2 separate regions of the Mus musculus genome follow, and region 2 is linked to region 1. Evidence: chromatin contacts called from public Hi-C data. All regions are on one chromosome and are shown on one strand. Each heading gives the region's core, a stretch centred on a gene start, on an enhancer-like site or on the middle of the called end of the contact. The rest is flanking DNA. Distances are from core to core; before and after follow the strand shown.

The links. Hi-C and Micro-C count contacts between places; a contact is called where the count stands out from the background.
Region 2: a contact with region 1 is called in a Hi-C map of the HPC-7 cell line, with 2.0 times the contacts expected there. The contact joins the promoter of Itpka here to the enhancer-like site in region 1. A contact is called at or near these places in 8 of 39 promoter capture datasets (HPC-7-derived erythroid cells, embryonic stem cells, epiblast stem cells and 3 more), 2 of 15 datasets of contacts at CTCF or cohesin (hippocampal excitatory neurons and large pre-B cells), 26 of 484 Hi-C or Micro-C datasets (B cells, the HPC-7 cell line, the MNK3 cell line and 16 more), 15 of 115 datasets of contacts at active chromatin or transcription factors (the 230-238 cell line, the HPC-7 cell line, the SCID.adh cell line and 4 more) and 4 of 9 other capture datasets (adipose tissue, embryonic stem cells, liver and 1 more).

The regions. Positions count from the first base shown.
Region 1 is chr2:119,697,251-119,700,718 of GRCm38.p6, forward strand. All of the region lies in intron 2 of Rtf1 (RTF1, Paf1/RNA polymerase II complex component), which reads left to right. Among named protein-coding and RNA genes, the nearest start is that of Rtf1, 24 kb to the left of the region's middle. Within about 2 kb of position 1,386, at least 35 of the 459 cell types and tissues checked have an H3K27ac peak or open chromatin away from gene starts, as enhancers often do. A contact at or near this core is called in the 230-238 cell line, B cells, the HPC-7 cell line and 4 more, where this site is marked.
Region 2 is chr2:119,740,866-119,744,510 of GRCm38.p6, forward strand. It overlaps Itpka (inositol 1,4,5-trisphosphate 3-kinase A), which reads left to right and starts at 1,472. Exons shown (of 7, transcript NM_146125.2): 1 at 1,472-1,996. The coding sequence starts at 1,514. Gm25857 (a small nucleolar RNA gene) reads right to left here and starts at 91; the gene lies at 1-91.

The DNA.
Region 1 (3,468 bases), core at 136-2,635:
TGGACTCAGAGTTGAGATGTGGACCAGGCCTTTGCACTGACATAAGCTTGCATTTACTCTTCAGTTTCTCTGATCCTTGCAACCTTCAGGATAAAAAGTAAACAAAACACCAAAGTTCAGAAACCATGGCTTCTTAGATACCTCTCATGTGGCTGTTAGTATCTAGAATAAGAAATACAGAGCCCTCCTGTCAAACACCCAGTTCATATAAAAATCCCATAATGCTAAGGATCTTAGAGATCACCTGGACTCCTGTATTCCTCAGATAAGAAAATAGAGGCTTGCACCTTTCACAGGTAGCAACAGAGCTACCCCTTCACTACTGCCTCAGTCCCCGAACAAATCATGAAATTTAGCTCATTCCTTTACTTCGTCCTTCCTGGAGGAAAAATCAGAACATCAATTCTGACCTGTTTTTCCTCACTCCCCTTACTGTTTCACTCTGACAATGAAAGACTTCATTTGTCCTGTGTTGAGAGTCACAGGACAAGGGAATAAAGGTTTTGAAGGAACAGGTGAGCAGTCTCTAGCTTAAAGATGAATAAGATAATTCTGTATTGTTTCTCTTGCCTGTCTTCCCTTATACTTTAATAGAATCTGTATTGTGGGAGAGTAGGTATTGCACAATATTTGATATATGTGCTTAGACCAAAAACATAGGAATATCTGACTTATAGATTTTATTGTAAAATACTACAAATATGATCTACTCTCCAGAGGCCAAAAAAAAAAAATCTTGGGATGATTATTGGAACTCTTTGAGTCTCCCTGAAATTCTCAGATTTTAAGTATTTACCCATGGGTAGTAGGAATACAAACAGTTCCCTGTACTTAGGTGCTCAGAACTAAACAGAAGTCTTTGGACTCCACCGAGTGTTTGGTCATCAGGTGGACACCTTCAGCCGGAAATTTGTTTTTTAAAAAGTGTTTTCATTAATTTTTTTGTGGGCAGGCATAAGTCACAGCACACATGTTGGAGGCCAGCACAACTGTCAGAAGTTGGGTCTCTGCTCCCACTATGTAGTCATTAAGCTTGGCAGCAAGTTCCCTTACCCACTGAACATTTCACTGGCTTTAGGTACAGCATTCTAATTCCCCATAGGGTCACTGGTTGCATTAATTGGCTATTTTCCTTTGGAGGCCTGAGTCAGGCTCATGGGGGCTGGTGGGTGTGTGGTGCAGCTTTGTATCTTCTTTTGGAAATTGTTGGAAGAAAATCAACCAATACCCTTTTCACATTTAGGTTTAGCAAAAAGCTCTCTTTTAAATTGGCATTTAAGTTTTTTCTGTTTTTCTTCCATTTTAACCCTTGTCTTTTGTCCCTCCCCATAAAGCAGTGTCTTATGCAACAGTTGCTGGGCTCACACTTAGGCAGAGAAAAAGGAAGTGGAAGGACAAGAAGCCAGTGGCTTCACTAGTGTGACTCTAGGTAGTTTTTGCTCTGGTCCGTGCCCACCTCCCCAGGGAATCCAGAGTTTGGCTCTGTTGCACATTAGAAACCCACACCTGTCGGCAAAACCAGCCCTAGCCACTCTGGCTCACATGGGACCCTGATAGTGCAACCTTTTACTCTAAACCACCTCACATTTCTGTTGAGGAGTCCACAGTATTCAAACACTGTTTGGGAAAAGTGGATTGAGGCCATTTTCCTAACACAATAGATACAGAGTACTATGTGCATTTTTGTGCTATTTCTTGTAACAAGAATCAATGGAACAATATACATTACTGGTTCTAATATTGTCTGCATAAAAAATTGATGTAGTTTTAGCTCATTTAGCAAAAACTGAACATTGTGGACTGTTTTGAATTATTTTACACTGACTTGAAAATCATATTCCTTAAGGATTTAAAATTAGAAATGCCTAAAACTTCAGGTTTAAGAGAAAATTACAACTTCGTTCTAGATGATGATCTAGGTGTTGGAATGCAAATTTATGTATAACAGGCACTATTCACTCTCATAGTATTTCATAACATGCAGGTGTTTTCTTTTCATTCCTCATTAAATGGAAAAGTAAGTGGCAGTTAAAGGGACTGTGTCCCAGGTGTAAGTCAGCACTCGGGAGCAGTGACAGATTGAGTTCTACCTGGGCTCTGTAGGAAGACTTGGTCTTCAAAAACAGAGCAAGTCATCTTCAACAGTGTCTTTATCAAGATGAAGTAAGAGTGTGGGTCTTAGGGATAGCCTCTGTGGGAAACTAATAGGATGGCTACTTCTCCAGAATTACCAAAACAACAGAAACTACCCATCATAAATGTACTGCACTGGGTTTACCGTCATCCTATTAGAGTAGGAGCAAAGATGCTGTATTTTTGCTAAATAGTAGATATAGACATTTTAGGGTTTTTTGTTTGTTTGGTTGGGTGGCTTTTGGTTTTTCGAGACAGGGTTTCTCTGTATAGCCCTGGCTGTCCTGGAACTCACTTTGTAGACTAGGCTGGCCTTAAACTCAGAAATCCACCTGCCTCTGCCTCCCAAGTGCTGGCAGCCACCACTGCCCGGCTGAAATTTTAGTTTACAGATTTGAATCTTCTGTGCTGATGAAAGGGTCATCATAATTTAGTAGACATTCCTTGTAGAATGGAAATTAAAAAGTAGACTACAATTCATCATTTTGTTTTTCAGCTAAAGTCATTCTAAAACAGCAGGTTAAAATATCAGAAGACTTTTTGGATAGAATTGCAAGCATGTGCTACCTATTGTTTTAATGACCAGATTTCAGGTTCCTTAAGTTTAGAACTCCAGGACCTCATGTTTATGATTTAATGAAACACTGTTACAGCATAATCCAGTTTACTTTTAAAAAGTATGTATGGGTATTTTGCTTGCAACACTTGGACTGCAGTGGATTTCCTAAAATTAGACTCAACACATGGCTACCATGTAGATGCTGGAAGCTAAACCTCAATTCTCTGAAAGAGCAGCCAGAACTCTTAACTTTTGAGTCATCTCCAGTCTCCAGTCTTTATGATATTGCAGTCAGTAAAGCTCCTGCCGTGCTGGCATAAAAACAGGAGTCCAGGTCCCTAGCACCCACATAAAAGCCGGAGGTGCATGTCTATAACTCTACCGCTGGGGCCAATGAAGACAGACATCCCAGAGCTCCTTTCCACCAATCTCAGTGAGAGACCCTGTCTCAAACACTGAAGTGGAGATCAGTTGAGAAATAGACATTTGACATTGACCTCTGGCTTGTACATGCACAAGCTTACAAATGCTCTCACATCCACATGTACTGTGCACTACCCACAGCAAAGTAAGGAAAACAGCAGAAAGCAGGAGACACTGGAGCACAGTGTATTTGTGAGTTAGTTCTGTACTAACTAGCAGTGGGACTTGGTGCTTGTCTGTGTGACTTAATTAGGTCCTCTGCAAGAGCAAGGTGGACATAAAACTGTTGAGCTGTCTCCCCAGCAATTTCACAGGCCAGATTTTTTTTAAAAACAAGATTCAGTATTCAGACT
Region 2 (3,645 bases), core at 222-2,721, 44 kb after region 1:
ATGACCTGGGCTGTCAAAGCCTCCCCATTACTCTGGCATGCAGTTGGAGATCCCATGGCTACAAGCAGCCACCGCCCCTGGAAACACCCCCCCCCAACTTCTCCCTTTATCAGTCAGTCATCTAGAGATCTTCTCTCTTTGCGAAAGGTTCTCCTCCTCCCTCTTAACTTCTGGCTGAAGAGAGAAAAGGCAAGTCTCATACTTAACCCTGGGCTTGCCCCAGCAATCCCAGGGTTGTTGTTCTAGGTGTTCCATGACAGGACCCTCAATTCTTTTAGGGGAAGGCAGACAAGTCTGGCTTCTGCTCACAGTAGCCTTGAAGTTCAGCTGAGCACCTGCAAGCAGAGGCCAGAGACCCATTCAGAGATGACAAGAAGGATTTCCAGTGTCTGAACTTCTACATCGGTGTTCTCTTTTCAGTATGCAGCCATAACTCTAGGCCGTGTGAAGTTTTTCTTCTGTTTACAGATAGGGAGATGGATAGAAGGAGTGAGCCAAGATAGGGTGGCCCGAGACACTGGCTGTCTATTACAACACTAAAAAACACTCGCATTTTTGGAGCACCAAGACTTTTTCGTTCCTTTCATGCTGGGCATGGAATCCAGTTCTAGTCGCGTACTACGCAAGTGCTCTACCGCTGAGCTACGCACTCAACACCCATCTCTAAAATTTTACTCTCAGAGCAACCCTGCAGCTCCGCGACGAAGGAGATTCAGCAGTTCAGAGAGGCGAAAGGACTCCTTTTGAAACCACAAAGCTCCAAAGGGGCAGGAGGGGGAGGAGGAGAAGAAACAGCTAGTGGGGGGCTGGAGAGGGGCGGTGGAAATGCAGGCCACCACCGGCTGTGATACTTGGAGAGAGTCAGACTCCGCCTCTTGACCTTGTTCTCTGCCCGCTGGGAAGTGGAGAGCTTCGAGGGGTGGGGGTGGGGAGCAGTCTCAGCTCGACCCTGGCCACAGACTCTAGTTGGGCACACTCCTTGAGGTGTGGCTTCCTTGGGTGGCTGACGGCCTTGAACTCCGAATTAAGGGGCCCAGGCCAGAGAAAAGCCCCAGAGACTCAAAAGACTTTGACCAGGAAGGTTGGAACACGGAAAGGAGCCCGAGGAAGCGAGTGAAAGAATGGGCACAGCTTCTTCCTGTGCAGATTAAGACCTCTGGTTCCCATTGAAGGAATCCCTCAAAAGCCGCGGGAGGGCACTGGGCTCAGGTGCGGGGCAGGTCCCTTCTGCCACCTTGAGGGCAGGTCTAGAGATAAGGCGGGGGCCGGACCTGGGACTTCCACGTTACACTCGGGACACTGCAAGCCTCCTGCAGCAGCGAGGGCCCCCGGAGGCCCGCGCTTTCTCAGAAAGTGAAAGGAGTGGGCGGGGGGCGCGGCCGGGGCGGGGCGCGGCCGGGCGGGCGTTGCCGAGGCTCCGCCCCGGGGCAGTCCCAAGCCCGGGGCGCTGAGCGTCTACAGTCCCCGCCGCGCCGCGGGCTGGTGGGCTCGGCTGCGGCTCCGGTGCCGGGAGATGACCCTGCCCGGGCGCCCGACGGGCATGGCGCGGCCACGGGGCGCGGGGCCCTGCAGCCCCGGGCTGGAGAGGGCTCCGCGCCGGAGCGTCGGGGAGCTGCGCCTGCTCTTCGAAGCGCGCTGCGCCGCAGTCGCCGCTGCAGCAGCCGCAGGGGAGCCCCGGGCCCGCGGGGCCAAGCGGCGTGGGGGACAAGTGCCCAACGGGCTCCCGCGTGCTGCCCCTGCCCCGGTGATCCCTCAGCTCACTGTGACAAGCGAGGAGGATGTGACCCCGGCCAGCCCAGGGCCGCCAGACCAGGAGGGGAACTGGCTCCCAGCTGCGGGGTCGCACCTGCAGCAGCCACGCCGCCTCTCCACCTCGTCCCTCTCCTCCACCGGCTCCTCGTCGCTGCTCGAGGACTCGGAGGACGATCTGCTGAGCGACAGTGAGAGCAGGAGCCGCGGCAACGTGCAGCTGGAAACCAGCGAGGACGTGGGGCAGGTACGGGCCGCGGGGGCGGGGCCAGCGGGGGCTGCGCGCCGGGGACTCCGCTCTCTGCTCTGCTCTGACCGGCTTGCGTTCCCCGCCGAGAGCCCAAGCGGGGGACAGGGGGCATGGGGGCGGAGAGGGAGCCCAGGACGACCTCTCGCCTTGGTTCTTTTTCGGGGGCTAGGCAGGCGATGGTAACTGAGTGCCTGGGCGTCTAAAGGAGGTTGAGGAGTACGCGACCCACGGAGCGGGAGCCGGCGGGTCGGCTGGCGTACCTGGGTAACTGTCAGGTAGGGCTGGAGAGATCAGAGCGGGGTAGCCTTGCCCCGGGAGCCCTGAGAGAAAAAGGGGCGCGTGAGCTTTTCCCTCTCCTCCCCCTCTCGGTGCCGCGGCCCCACCCCCGCCGTTGCCACGGTTTCCCTCTCTTGAGTGGGAGTGGAGCGGAGCTCCTGGCTCTGCTCCGGAGCCGCTGCCGTCTGCTCCCCGCGCGCGCACGAGGCGTGGATGCGGGAAGGGAGGGGCGCAGGGCTAGAACCGAGCGGAACCAAGATCCACCTGCTGCGTCCCCCCTCCTCGCCCTGGCCTACTGCTCCTAAGTGTCCTGGGAAAGGTAAACTGAGGCTGACAAGAGCTTGCTAGTCTCTGTATGGCAATGTGAATGTTCCCGGGCCAATTTAACCGGCAGCTATCACCAGCCAGTGTGAGGTGAAGTCATTATTCGTGGTATGGCCCTCCTTGACTGGAGGTTGAACTCAGGGCCTCAAACACAGTAGGCAAGCACAACCACCACTGAGCTACATCCTAGCCCTCTTTTCTTGACACTAAATTGCCAAGTTACAGTGAAACACAGTCTATAGCCTATTCGGGCCTTGAACCTGCGATCCTCTTGTGTCAGTAATCTCCCTTGTTTTAACCATGGCCAGATAACTAAACTAACTGCCTGTGGACTGTGCAGCGTTGCTCTAGATGCATTTTACGCAAGCGTTCCTCGAGTGGAAAGAGAGAGAGAAAAAAACCGGGAACGCCCCGCTCTGCCCTGAAGGCCGCGTCCTGGCGACTTCGAGAGTAAGACGCGCGCCCAGGTTGCCTAGACACCTTGAGAAGAGCGCCGAGGTGTGGCCTGGGCCTTCTGGAACCTGGCATCCCTGCACACTAGGATTGGACCGAGGGAGGCAGTGTAACGACTCGAAGTGGCACTGTGACTCAGAGACTTGCAATACAAAAGAGAAAAGAGGGTGGGGGACTCACAGCAAGGATGTCGTCCCCCCACTTCCCGTCATCAGGTGTAGGTGCGGGGGCTCAGTCACGAGTCCTCTGTGCCTTTCGTCCTGACACCGTACGATCCGGTACGGTGGTCGTTCTTGGGGCGACTCTAGACTAGGTACTGAGGCGAATGTCGCCGAGGCCGAGGCTTCCCCAATACTGTGACTTGTGAGCAGTGGGAGGACCTCTGAAGAACCTGTACCGTAGATCTGCCACTCCCCTGCTCTAATCTCTGACACGGAGAGGCGGGCCCCTGTGAAGGGCGCGACCGGTGAGAGCTGGGAGGACCCGGGCTAGGGCGCAGGCACACCCGCTTCCCTGTTCCGCCCGCCAGGACCCCCTAATTGCTCAGGGAGAGGCTGTGTGGAGGAGGACTTGCAGTCTAAATCTGGGTCCAG